Linked DNA regions of Podarcis muralis: regions 1 and 3 are each linked to region 2. A link is a contact called in public Hi-C data. All regions are on one chromosome and are shown on one strand. The core of a region is the stretch at or near the end of the contact, and the rest is flanking DNA. Distances in the headings are between cores, read along the strand shown.

Region 1 (4,346 bases), core at 1,061-3,560, 130 kb before region 2:
TTCGCAAGACGATTTTCCCTATGGGCTTGCTTCGCAAGACGAAACGTCTTGCTAGTCTTGCGTTTTTTCTCTCGCTTCCCCCCCCCCTTTTTCTAAGCCGCTAATAGCCTTTTAGCAGCTTAGCCGCTAATCCTTTAATAGCCGCTAAGCCGCTAAACCGCTAATAACGCTAATCCGCTTAGCCGCTAATAGGGTTGCTTCGCAAGACGAAAAAACCGATAGACGAAGAGAATCGCGGAACGGATTCTTTTCGTCTTGCAAGGCACTACTGTAGTTGGAAAGGATCCAAGGGGTCATCTACTCCAACTCCCTTCAATGCAGGAATCACAGCTAAAGAATCCCTGGCAGATGACTCCCTAAATACCCTTTGGTATTTAGATCCCTAAATACAAATACCATTTCAGATGCATCTGATAAAAGTGGGCTCCAATTCATGAAAGTTTAAATTAAGTAAACCTGTTAGCTGTTAAAGGTGCAATAAAAACTGGCACTTTAGTTGCAGTAGATTAAATTAGCGTAGAGGATATTTGAGAAAAGTAATTCCTTTAAGGATCATTAACTTTGTAATCACAAGAGATTGCCAACTATCTTAGTAACTGAGCTTCTAGTGCTGGCTATGTATCAGTTTATGAAATTTCAATGGCAGAAATTTTCTTTAGAAGCAGGCAACTCAGTTGTGTCTCTATATCTATTTAAGGTTTCAATCCTATATCATCTTATCTAGAAGCATGTCCTATTGAACTCAACAAAGCTTACTTCTAATAGACATGTACCAATTGCACTGCACAAATATTAAATGACTGGTTGTATGCTGAATATTGTAATGGGTCACCGGTATATTTTTAAGTACTATACAGTAGAAGCAACTATTGCTAGAACAAAACCTAATAATTGGGACAGTATTAAAGCTTAATTCTGTAAGAGAAACACAATAAAAGTCTCGTCATAAATTTCTCCAAGTATATGTGCTTATGAATGCAACTGTTTTGCAAGAACAGGATTTCCTTCCACCACTCTTATATCAGCCGTGACAGATCTCTTCAACCCCAATGACTTGCCCTGATCACACCCCAACTTCTCTGAAGGAGTAAACAAGACAAAAAAGCAATGACAGGAAGAGTTGCTGGCTCACGCCCCAGCTGACTCAGAATGTCAAGTAACTAAATACTGACAGCAGCTCTGAGCACTTTTAAAAGCTGCATCGCTGGGCTAATAACAATTTCTTTGCATGAACGAAATGAACAGTACTCGAACTTTTGAGATTCTGAACCGTGAACATTTCCACGTCTTCTAATTATACAAATTATAGTAGAAGACGTAGAAGAATTAAAGAGTCCAGCAAGCCAGATATAACGACAACTGTCCTGTCGGCCTCTTGGGGTGACCTTGGATAAACAACTTTCCTCCTCCCAAGACTCCAAGTACGAAGAGGCCGCTTGAGGAAGAAACAAACAAACAAACAAACTTCGAAGGTGTACAAAGAAGATGAAGCATTTACATAAAGGGAGCTGTGTGTGTTCTGCAGAGCCTTCCTCAGTGACAAAGAATCAGAAACCCCAAATTAACCTCTTCCCATTTTAGGCTCTCCAGCCCTGGTGGGGCGGAGAGGGAAGGAGAAATTGAAAGCGGGGGAGGCAGGGAAAGAACTTTTTCCTCAGAAATGGGAAGTGCATCTTTTCCAAGGGTTTTTTTCTTGGGGGGGGGGGAGCAAAACCTCGTTACAACACAATTAAATCTACACTGCTTTGGCACTGCTGTTTGCTGCAGTAGGCTAACGCAGCGCCCACCAACTAGAAAATGAATTATGTGGGGAAGGAGGGGAGAGCAGGAACCAGGATTCAAGGCCCATGGGCGGGGGGTTGAGGTTGATGTGGCAACAGCTGATCCAATGCGTGGCCTTCCCTGTCTCGAGTGGACGGGGAAGGGCGCGGCCTAGGCCTCATCCAGGCGCCCTAAGGGCCCCCCCCGGTCGGCTACCCGCTCCTTCCCCGGTGGGCAGCGGCTCGGCCTCTCCCATTCAAACCGGGGCAGCGGCTCCCCCACCCGACTCGCCCCGTTTCTTCCACGAAATGGAGGCTGCGGCGCCAGCCAGCCCGCCAGCCCCACGACCCTGTACCCCTCCCTACCCGCTCCCCGCCTCCTCACTCACTGCTGCCGCCGCTGCCGTACGTGGCAAAGAGACTCGGCCAAGGCGGTTGCTGCTGCTGCTGCTGCCGGGCCGCCACGCATGCGCACTCCGCCCATAACCTGACGGCGGAGACTGCTGTACCGAAGAGCTTCGTCAGAGGAAACCGGTACCGCGCAGGCGCGAAATGAAGGTGTGGGGCACGCACGCGTGCTGACGTACAGGACAGAGACGTAGAGCGACCCAGATTTTTCTTGACCTTAAAAAAAATAAAAAGTCAACGCGAGTCCAGTTAACGCGCATGCGCGGGAATGAATGGGCCTGATTCTAGTCTCCCTTGTTGGTTTCTGGCAGTCAGTTGCGTGCAGTTGGCGTCTCTTCTGGGCAGAGGAGCGTCTTTGCAAAAACGTCATTCACGGGTCCTCCTTCTTCCAGGCCAAGCCGTGTTCAGTGGCTGAGGCTGCTCCGCAGTGCCTGGCCCGATGTTCATTGATCTCAATGGGGTGCGCTCTCAGGAGAGTAAAGGACTGGACCCAATAGGGCTTCTGAGCAGTGTACAGTAGAGGATTGCAAATGTGCTTTACTGTGCTAAGCTGTGAACATAGAACCAATGGAAAGCAAAGAGAGGGTCACTCACCCCCACCCTATCAAGCCCCGAATATCTATCTACTTCCTCATCTACCATCCTGAAAGCCAGTCTGCTGCAGTCTATGGCTTGTCTGATCACTCACAGATACCTCAGAGGACTGGCCTTCACATGCCCTATTCACCTAACCAGTTAAGCAAAGTGTTGTTATTATTATATTTATATGCCACCTATCTGGCTGGGTTTGTAAAGCATTCGACATTAAAAAATTCCCAATACAGGATTGCCTCCAGATGTCTTCTAAAAGCCAGGTACTGTAGTTGTTTATTTCCTTGAAATCTGATGGGAGGGCGTTCCACAGGGCAGGCGCCACTACCAAGAAGGCCCTCTGCCTGGTTCCCTGTAACCTCACTTCTCACAGTGAGGCAACCACCAGAAGACCCTCAGAGCTGGACATATATCCACACACACATTCATGGAATCACAGCTGAAAGGGATCTTGGGAGATCAAGGCCTACATTCTCCATGTTATTCCTGATAGCCTGAGTGCCTTTCTTGATGTATATGTGCTCCTGGCCATCAAGAAGAAACAGTCTAAAGTTCGCGTTGCATGGAATATCAAAGTTCATGAGGCTTTACACTGCACAGATAATATTAATTATGCTTCTTGAACTTAGGTCTTTTGTTGAACAAGGAACACTAGTTACTCACTAGTTATCCATTATTAGTAACAGAAAATTGATAATCCTTCAGTTGCTACAATGAAACACGAAGGAAACAGATTGTGAAAAGAAAGAGATTGCACCAATGTGTCAATATTTGCTCAAATTGACCACACACCCTTCAACCTACCAACTCAGCATGGTCACTGCTATTCATAGTCACGCCTGTATGCAAGTCCTAGAAATAAGACATTCGGTACTAATAAACTTGCAAGCTCTGCAAAAGCAGCAAATAAAGGTGCCATGGAAGAAGCAGAGATTTTATGGGCTTCATTTGCACTGATTGTCACTATAAAAGTAATTAAGTTGTGAGTGTAAGTTTTGAATGCACTTCAATTAAAAAGATCAACATTACATATTTCTTCATAATCACATATTCCCATTCTAACAAACATGACATGATTTCAAAAGTGTATGCATGATCATATTCCAGAAGGTTATCAGAGGATGCTTGTCTCTCTAATTCTGTGTTATATCATGCTGATTCCCCCAGCACTCTCTCAAACTTTTAGATGTGTCCACTAATCTAAAAATGTTGGTGACCCTGAGCTAGAGTCTAGGCCATTCACACAACTGAATGACATTCAGAGAACCAGTATGATGTAGAGGCTTAGTGTCAGATGGGCAACTGGGAGACCACAGTTCAAATCCTCTCTCCACCATGAAATTCACAGAGTGAGCTTGGGACAGTTTCTCTCTCAGCTTAACGTACTTCACAGGGTTCTTGTGAGGAAAAAATATGAGGTCAAAGACTGAAGACCATTTATTACATTTTAGTTAAGTAATATTACATCCTATGTAAAATAAATGCATGTTTTTCATGAAATAAGTGCCTTTTAAAAATTTGTAATTATTCTTCAACTCAACATCAGTCATTCCAAATATTTCCTACATTCATTATCCCATGTATCAT
Region 2 (4,862 bases), core at 303-2,802:
CTTGATCCAGCTCAGCTCTCAGCCCAAACTGAACCACAGGGCTGCTGAGAAGGTGTGCAAGAAGCTGCTTGAAAGAAGGGCGTTCCGGATAATGCGATAATAGCCCCGATCCCAGATCCAGATCCCCCCCGCCGCCCCTTGAGAAATGCCTCGTTTCGAAGGAGCCTGGGTTTAAGGGGTGGGGATGGATCCCAGCCTTGGCTTTAAGCCCAACTTGACAGCTCGTCCTCCTCCTCCATCGGGAGCGAGCAGGGGCAAGCCGAGAGGAATGGGGGGCTGCGGGTGCGGAGAGCCCTGCCTGCTCCCTCCAGACACCGGCCCTTGCGGAGGGAAGAGGCAGAAGGGACCTGGGAGTCGGTCGGCTCCAGCAGCCGCGGCCGGCCAGGGGGCTTCGGGCTGGGGCTGCCCAGAGCCTACAGGCATTCCGGGCGGGGCAGTTTCTGGGACGAGAGGCGGCGAAGGTGGGGAAAGCGACCCCCGCCCCCCTCCGGAGAACTCCATTAACCGATGGATTGTCCAACTCACCAGCTTCTCGGTGGGAGCGCTTCCTCCGCTCCCGCCATAGCTGTTGACGTGCCCCACCACCGAAGCCGTAAAGCGCGGCCGACATTGCCAAGGTTTTCTGTCGCAACCCCTCCTCCTTGCGACACGGCTGCCGCAAAGCGAAGCATTCGCGCATAGACTTACGATAAAGGAACTGGCGCACAGCCTTTAGGTTACGAGTCCCCTTTGCAAGCTCTTTCCCCACCCCGCTTTTCGTTCGGGTGTTTGGTTTTGTCCCTGGACAGAAGTGTTTCTGTTTCCCCATAAGGGAAAAAAATATATTTATGGAGGTATCCATTATTTTATTTATTCACTGTATTTCATTCAAATGAATCCCAAAGCAGCTTACAAGCAATACACAAGTATGATAGAACATAATACAGAACACCACACATCCGGCATAAATAATGTATATAATGATATAATATAAAAAATAAATAATGTAGTATAATTAACATCGTAAGCGAAACGATTGCAACCTATAAAGCACTGCTAGCAAAGCAACAACTAGATATCACAATTAGAGCAAAAGTCATATTACACGATTATCCAATCAATGCACCATCTATTAGTGATGTTGTGAGAAGGATGCACCCCCAAAAGGTAGGCACTGGTGCTTTCAAAAGGAGACTGACTTTTGCATTGTAAACCGCTTGTCGCGATACTGTATTGCAAATGGTTCTCCAGCAATAGGGCTGGTGTGAGTGAGAGAGAAAAACCAACGTGATTTTTCCAAGGAAGGCTAAATCTGAATTAAACTTGGGGTGGCACTTTGACGTCGCGCGGCCGCTACGGGGGGAAAAGCAACCCCTTGAATATGCGAGGAGCACTGATCCCACAATGAACTCCTCTCTAGAGGACCCTTTTATGAGCCCTTTGCAAGTATTACCGCTCCCGGACCAGCACCCAGCGGACAAACGCCCGCAATCCTAAAGCCGCTTATTCACAAGCAAAGCACGCGGAGGCGGAGCGACGACCACGCGGCGCTGGAGTAAGGCTTCCTCCTCCTCCTCCTCCTCTTCCCGAGGGCGGCGCCGCGCTCGTTGCTCGGGACGCCTGCGGAGGCCCCGTCCCACACCCGCCCCTCGGGGCGGACCTCGCCGTCCTCGGTCGGAGCAGGGCCAGCCGGCGGCTTCCTCCGCTCCTCCCCCTTCTCAGCCCTTGGTAGGAGCGGCGTGGCCTGCGGAGGACCTGCAGCATGGGGGACACCCTAGACGAGCCCTGGTGGGAACCACGTGAAGGCAGCGGCAGCAGTCCAGGTACCGAGCAGTGACGTTTGCTGGTGACTGAGGAAGTCAAAAAGCAAAAGCCTTGCTTTGCCTCAGACTTTCTTTTGGCCGCCTTAGAGTTTGGTTGGCCGCCTGTCGTGGATGTTTCAGTTGAGATTCCTGCATTGCAGGGGGTTGGGCTAGATGACCCTCTAGGGTCTCTTCCAACTCTCTGACTTTCCTTTCTCGATCTCTCTCCTCTACACATTTTGTCTCCACTTGGGCAAAGCAACTCAAATCTTCGCTTTCCAGCCCCAACCTCTGATTTATTGCGCTCCCTTCACTGCTAGAGTTTTCCTCCTGGTGAGATGTGGGGCTAGTGCCGGATTTACGCATAAGCTAAAGAAGCTATAGCTTAGGGCCCTACTCTCTTGGGGCCCCCCAAAAAATTAAAGGGAAAAAACAACTGGATGCACATTTCCAAAATATAAGATAAAAACAAATAAAATAAAACCTACATACAGCAGCAGTGTTTAGTGTTGTGTAGGCTCCTATTTGTTATGTGCAAGTGGCTTTAGATACCTATTAGGTCCATAAATTACCATATAGCATATATTCAACACAAAAAACAGCAACAATTTGTTGTTGACACAGGACAGCTGGACATATAAAGGGCCTCATTACCTTCAGTAGCTTAGGGGCCTCATCAAACTTAAATCCACTGCTGTTTTGCTAGAGCAGGCACCCCCAAACTCACCCTCCAGATGTTTTGGACTACAACTCCCATCATCCCTAGCTAACAGGACCCAGTGGTCAGGGATGATGGGAATTATAGCCCCAAAACATCTGGAGGGCCAAGTTTGGGGATTCCTGTGCTAGAGTTTTCCTCCCGGTGAGATGTGGGGTGTTAGGCCCCAAACCAATAAAATGCATTTTAAAAACAAATGAATAAACAGTGTTAAACTGCCTGCTAGATTTCTGACTGGGATTTGTTCTTCAGCTGAGCTGAGGAGGGACTTGTCTCCCTTCAGCCCCTTTAGGAAAAGAGCTTGGGCACACTGCACTTTTTGAAACCAATTTGGCTTCCAACTGGCCTGTGAAACAGATGGCATGAATGAAAAGCCGAAGTGACCTTTCAGGAGGAGTGAAACTGGAAGCAGATCCCCTTATGAAAAGGCCTTGAAGCTTTAAGGGTTTAAGGACTGCTGCTTATGAGGGGGATAAATATAAAAGGGGGTGGAAGGTACAGTTCTCAGGGGTCTATGGCTGCCCCCTTTCTTGGGTTTCATTCTGGAGACTTGGTTGATGGAAATGTGTAGGAATCCTGTGAAAGAATGAGTATGTAAAATGTGTACGTGTGATTGGGCATATATGTAACGTTTGCATGGTGAACATTCATACCCATCACCTGCATCTCTGGCCTTTGCTTACATAAATATATGCCTAATATATTGAAGAGGGTCTTCTTGACATAACAAAAGACCAGGGTTCTCACTTATGAAGACAGAGAAGGGATATATACATTACAAAAAGAAATCTCAGGGTTGTGGGTTTGAGCCCCACGTTGGGCAAAAGATTCCTGCATGGCCAGGGGTTTTGTAGCCCCTTTGTGATCCCTTCCAACTCTACAGTTTGGTGAGTCTATGAACCATATATAAATATATATTGGTCTTATACTTCTTCGGCTGCTTTTCATTCTGTGAAACAGGGGTCGGCAACCTTAGGCTCATGGGCCACAAGCGGCCCATGGGGGTCGTTTAACCGGCCTACGAGCTACCCCCAAGCCGAGCCACCTGCTCGGCGAGTCCCCATGCGCTGCGCTAAACTGGCGCAGTGCGGGGACTCGCTTCTGTGGCGCCAGAAATAGTGTCTGTGCATGTGGCAACGCTGGAAATTGCGTCTACGCAGACACTGGAAATTGTACGCTTGCGCGATCCAGCCCACAAAAGGATCTCTGCTGGAGTGAACTGGCCCAGGCGAGGTAAACCTTGCTGATCCCTGCTGCAAAATATCTGGAGTATTGTAGCTTGGTGATGGTGCTGAGTGTTTTTTGCTACCATATGCCAGATGTCTTCCTTCCTCCAACCACAGTTCCCATTTTTTTTCTGAGGAGACAAATAACTGTGAAAACTATTAGAGCATGTTGTGTAGCTATAGCCAGAGAGTGCTTTTTGACAATATGAATGCTGCCCTCTAGCGTTCCTCACTTAAGGCCTTTCTGTATAACCAGTTTTGGGTGGACTACACTATAATGTTCTGTTACTGCTGGAGGGAGGGTGAGCTTCTTGGGATGGTTCAAAGCGAGCCTTCTGCAAAAGAGTTAATTTGTGCCTGAATTATGGTCAGTTTTATTCCAAACTCCGTCATGCTCCTGAGCTTGGTGCCATGATGAGTGTAATGGAGTCTGGAGGCTTCTGCATCTTGGCATCTCCAAGGGAGTTCACAGTAGCATCTTGGGCCTAAGATTCTATGGGAAACTTCCTTACTGTCCTGCCAACTCTATTAGGGTGTCGGGATCCATAGCAACTCCATCTCCTATAGATGGTTGCACCTAGGATACCTGCGGCCTGGTTTTTTTTATTACAGTACTCACCATTATGGAGTACTGTCACTTTTTTTGTACTGCAGCTTATGGCAGCCATTTTGTGCTGGCACCCATGGCACCATTATCAATATATGGTGTACCTCATTTTTTACCCCAAAATCCAAACTTCAGCACAATTACTAGTTATTACATAAATAATACCCCCCCCCCCCGTTTCTTGCCATGTGCCATTTTCCCAAAGTTGTATTTCTCTTACAGGGCTGTGTAATAAATTGCATTTTTTGTGTGGTGGCACGTACACTTTGGAACTCCCCATCTATTGACATCAGGCAGGTGCCTTCGCTGAAATTTTCTGCTCCTGCGTAAAACATTTTTGTTTAGGCAGGCGTATCCAAACATTTGTAGAAGTTACATGTGTTTTAGTCTGCTTTTTGGTTTGTTCTTGATTTTAATTAGCTGTTGAAAGTTTTGAAATACCCGTTTTTAATGGTCTTATATTGATGATGTATTTTTTTTAAAAACTGTTTTAAGGTTTTATTGCAATCAAGTGGTCTATAATTTTTGTT
Region 3 (4,663 bases), core at 730-3,229, 190 kb after region 2:
TGTTTAGGGTTGGGATGTGTGTGAACTGTGCTGATTGCTATACCTTGTAATTTATGGCAAACACTGTTCTGTATATGCTATCAAACCAGCAGGCACTTAGCTACATCCTCGGTCAGAAAATGCCCTTTAATACATGGAAGCAGCATTTGCAGTAATGATACACCAAGAACCATAGGATGCATGAGATGCCCTCTGGTGCAGCGAATCCATTCTATCACACTTTCCACAAGCTGGTTAACAAACCAGGAAAAGGGAAGCTTTGTGCTATGTCTGAATATCTGGGGATGTGGTGTATTTGACCCTAATAACCCAGGATTGCTAGCCCTCCTTAAATGTTGTTCACTTGTAATTCCTGTTCAATTATTGTTATTATTTTTAAAAAAGCCAAAATCTTGGATTTAGAAGTAGCACTCAGCTTTTCCCTTCCTGGTTTCTTTACTTGCTTATGTGAAGTAAAGAATGAAGCAGAAACAATCAGGTTCAATGCACTAGCATACAATCCATGCACAGTATGGTTGATTAACCCAAGGATAATTGTTATGTGTGAATGTGGCCAGGGCATCTTTTGCACTAAGTGTGTTGCGTTTGACCTTTCCACTCTTAAGCCTTGTTTTACCAAGCTGTTGAAAATGTCACAATATAGTAAGCCCGTTGGTTTTCTCAATGTTCAGAAAAGTCAACTACTAGAGATTGCAATGAATTTCCATAACTGAAGCAAGAAGGTGCCCCCTTGTGGCATTTTTCAATGTGAAATTATTACAGTAGCAGCTGATGCAGCTGGCAAAATGACTAATATGCATACATAAAACATGAGTTTTATTGAATTTGCTTTCCAGCCAAAATGCTTGTAATTGAAACATCATTTACTGTCAGTTACCCCAATGACCTTTCAAACAGGTATAGGTTAACACTTCCCTGCAGACAAGCTCAAGATTTTTTAATTTTTACTAGTCTGCTTAGCCTCCCACATGCAGACAGTGTTGCCCAGGCTGACTTGAGTGGTGGCTCTGACAATCTCCTAACGCAGAAGGAACTGTTAATTGCCATGGGCACACGACAAGCTGCACGTGTGCAGGCATGTTTCTTAACCAAAGGTGTTTCATAAGTACATGTTCAATGGGGGGAGTGTTGTGCCATTATTAAAAATAAGAGAAGGATAAGGTATCAGCTGGCTGGAGTGTGTGAGTTCGTGAGAGAGACAGCACAATAAATGTTTGCATGGGGGTCTTGCAGTAACCTTCAAGGGTGGCCCAGAACATTTTGCCACTGTAGGCAAAATGCCCTGCTGCTCCCCCACAGATCCTGGCCCTCTCCCTGACAACGCCATTGTGCCCAGATTGCCACTGGCCCAGCCACTGCAACTGTACCCTAAATCTGCAGCTGCACTTGCACTGCCACCATGATGCAGTGGCAGCAGTGGGGGCGTGGCTTTGGTGGTGAGGACAGTGGTGGTGCTGCAGTGGTAGCACAGGTGAAGCTGCAGTGGGGCTGACAACTGCTGGGGTGGGGAGGAATGGGCAGATTTGCCTTCTGAGGCAAAGTTCTTCCTCATGGAAGCGCTGGCCTTGGTAACCTTAATCCTCTATTTTTTTTAATTTTTTTCTTCAGATAAGGAAAGAAACCATTGAACTTCTGGAAATGGGACTGATCAAACTGTGCAGAGAGGGCTCTGTGAAAGTGGGACTCTTTTAGATATGATGTTTGCCCTTGAATTCAACTTATCCTTCAGTCTGCCCAAGTTGAGGCTGCTTTTTAATTCTGAAATGCACATAGTAGAAACCCTTTTGTCACCCTTAATTCTTTTGCAATAAAGCCAGCTTTTGTATGGAGTCCTCTACTGAAATGTTCACGTATAATGATATGAAATCGAAAGTCAACACAGATTTTTCCACCAGCACATAAAGTAACTGTTAACTCAAAAGATTTACTCAAAAGTATAAGCTAGTGGATAAGAGACTGTGTCATGGGGAATCTCATTTCAGCAACAAGCTCACTAGGAATCCTTGAATGAGCCTCCAGGCCAGTTTGGGTGTACTTATCTCAGCTTAATAGGCTGCAGTTTAGAAATAATAGTGCCAGCTTGCTTTAAAGAGCAGTTGCAATGATTAGCATGATAATGTGTACAAAACACTTGAGGAAATATATAAATTATAACTGTTAATAATGATGATAGTAATGTCTCCTGAGCTTTTCTTCTTCAGCTCTGCATATCAATCAGTTCAGTTTTCTGGAAGAAGAGTTTGGATTTGATATCCCTCTTTATCACTACCCTAAGGAGTCCGAAAGCAGCTAACATTCTCCTTTCCCTTTCTCCCCCACAACAAACACTCTGTGAGGTGAGTGGGGCTGAGAGACTTCAGAGAAGTGTGACTGGCCCAAGGTCACCCAGCAGCTGCAAGTGGAGGAGTGGAGACGCGAACCGGGTTCCCCAGATTATGAGTCTACCGCTCTTAATCACTACACCACACTGGCTCATATGTACTGTGGCAGAACCATAGCTAAAGTATTTCCAAAATATCCTTAAAGATCAGTGTCAGTGATAATAAATTGTCAATGTATAGGGATAAGTACCCCTCTTGTTTTTCTTTAGGGGAACTCCCCTGTGTTACTAATATCATTACCATAGGTCGTTGTAACCTGGAATCTGCCACTGTGAATTCAAAGCATCAGGTAGCAAACTTGTTCTTATGGCAGATATGTAGACCAGGAAACTTGAAGCAAAATGGATGCTGCTTGTGAGTAGTATGCTTAATTGGCCCCAGAAAAAATGCAGGCCTGGTGTAACCATTGTCTATCACTTGATTCTTACCCTACTTGGTATTAGCAAAATCTGCCCTTTTACCTCAGTTTCAATGCAGCTTTGGAATCTGTGAAGGCGGGGAGAAAGGGAAGCCTTACGTTGTGTCGGTCGGTAAAATTTATACGCTGAAAATCATTGGTCATCACAAAAACACAATCAAGTCAGCTAATAAACTTGACAGACAGAAAATCTGAGGAGTAATGTACCACCCTACGTGCAGGATTTCCAAATAGACCAATGCAGATGATCCTACTAAATTGTGTCCTAAGCTGTGTGGAACAACAGTAACAGCAAAAAGGGTGGCAGCCTTGTGAAGGAAGCAGTGGCGGGTGCAGGAAGCTAGCAGATGTAAGTCAGGTTAAAGTACACCAGCAGGAGGATGGCACAGGCTGGCTAAAGGTGATTATGACCATAAAGTACAAGGAGGGCGTTATTCCCAATCAAATGGATCAAGTTAATAAGTAATTCCAGGAAGTTACCAAGGTTCTTAAAAATGCTAAGTAGATAGCAACAGATGAAAAATACCTCACGGTACGACACAAAGGCCAGCCAAAGACTTGTCCGGCATCAACATGAATGAAAAGAGCACCGTTTCACCAAACCGTCCATCGAGATGCCCTGATAATACTGCATATAAACAACAGAGGCTCCCCGCCTGGAAGCCCCAGCTCACCCCAGAGCTCGTCCTCCCCAGCTTCTTTATCATTAGCCTCTTCTGCCTTGTGATGGGAATTGTACTTCTGTTGGCTGCGACAAGAGTCAAAGAAATAAAGGTTTGTTTTCATTGTGTGCTAGAAAGCATGCATTACAATACTGGTAGACTGTATTTGTGTATAAGTTTACAGTGTGTTTATTTTGTTTTGTTTAATTTTCACAACATTTGTATATGATGTCCTCATTAATCCTAACACCATAAAATAAACATTTTGGTGCAGTCCCAAAAGTGGAAGTACTGACCTTGGCGCCCAGAGACCTGACGTCAATACCCACTTTGGCTATTATGTTCTTTATTTCTTTAGCAAAGGAATCAATAATGTAAGTAGTCTATATTGGTGAGCATTGTAACATCCAGGGAGTGAGGTAGTGATCTGAGGCTAGACTTAAAAGCATTACACTGGTGTGAGCAGCTTCAGTAAATGAATGGATAGAATATCTGAACAGGTCTACCATTATTTAGAGAAGTTGGGAAAGGTAGACCCTCCAGACTATTTAACAGTTAAGCATTCTGAAGATGCTGAAGAGACTACAGATGGACCTGGGAATGGTCTTGTTTAAATTGTATCTGTAGGCCAGCTGCCTTTGAGACCATTGGTGGAAAGGTGAGTTATAAATATTTCAAATACAATACTGGGGTGCCGTTAGACAAGCTTCCAGGCCTGTTCTCCACAGGGGTGTTTTTTACTCTTTTAAGGGTTGTGTTTGTTTGTTTGTTTGTTTGTTTGTTTGTTTAACTGTTGTGTTTTTAAATGCTGTAATCTACTCTGAGATGTTCTGGTGAAGAATGAGTCAGAAGTACTATTAACCACAATAAGTGGCAAGCTTCTCTTGCAGAATAGATGTAATTAAAAACACATGATTGCGTACACATTAAAAGTGGACTGCAACTAAATAGAAATAGTATTTGCCAGTGGAAGATGCTTGGACTTTGAAGAACTTTAGGGGGAAGCATGTTCCAAAGGGGTTATTCAGGACACATCTTGGCATGTCATTGCTGTCTTAACTTGAAAGCTCCTTGTGAGGCCATTTAGTTGACCTGACAAACAGTCACATTTGACCATCTCGTGGAAATCTGCAAAGGCCGAACTGTAAAGCCTTTAAAGCTAGGAGATCTTGTTCTCCTTTTGCAATGATGACAATAACTTG

The links. A called contact is a pair of places that touch in the nucleus more often than the background predicts.
Region 1: a Hi-C map of tail shows a contact between it and region 2, with 3 times the contacts expected there. The contact joins the promoter of TFG here to the promoter of CMSS1 in region 2. A contact is called at or near these places in 2 of 3 Hi-C or Micro-C datasets (blood and tail).
Region 3: a Hi-C map of tail shows a contact between it and region 2, with 5 times the contacts expected there. The contact joins the promoter of LOC114595870 here to the promoter of CMSS1 in region 2. A contact is called at or near these places in 2 of 3 Hi-C or Micro-C datasets (blood and tail).

Annotation. Positions count from the first base shown.
Region 1 is chr4:35,197,638-35,201,983 of rPodMur119.hap1.1, reverse strand. TFG (trafficking from ER to golgi regulator) reads right to left here and starts at 2,310. Exons shown (of 9, transcript XM_028726663.2): 1 at 2,150-2,310.
Region 2 is chr4:35,061,396-35,066,257 of rPodMur119.hap1.1, reverse strand. CMSS1 (cms1 ribosomal small subunit homolog) reads left to right here and starts at 1,552. Exons shown (of 10, transcript XM_028726648.2): 1 at 1,552-1,802. The coding sequence starts at 1,742. TBC1D23 (TBC1 domain family member 23) reads right to left here and starts at 694. Exons shown (of 18, transcript XM_077927172.1): 1 at 526-694. The coding sequence starts at 679.
Region 3 is chr4:34,876,554-34,881,216 of rPodMur119.hap1.1, reverse strand. LOC114595870 (cell cycle control protein 50C-like) reads left to right here and starts at 1,979. Exons shown (of 7, transcript XM_077927175.1): 1 at 1,979-3,573. The coding sequence starts at 3,373. CMSS1 (cms1 ribosomal small subunit homolog) reads left to right here. Exons shown (of 10, transcript XM_028726648.2): 10 at 1,609-1,837. The coding sequence ends at 1,692.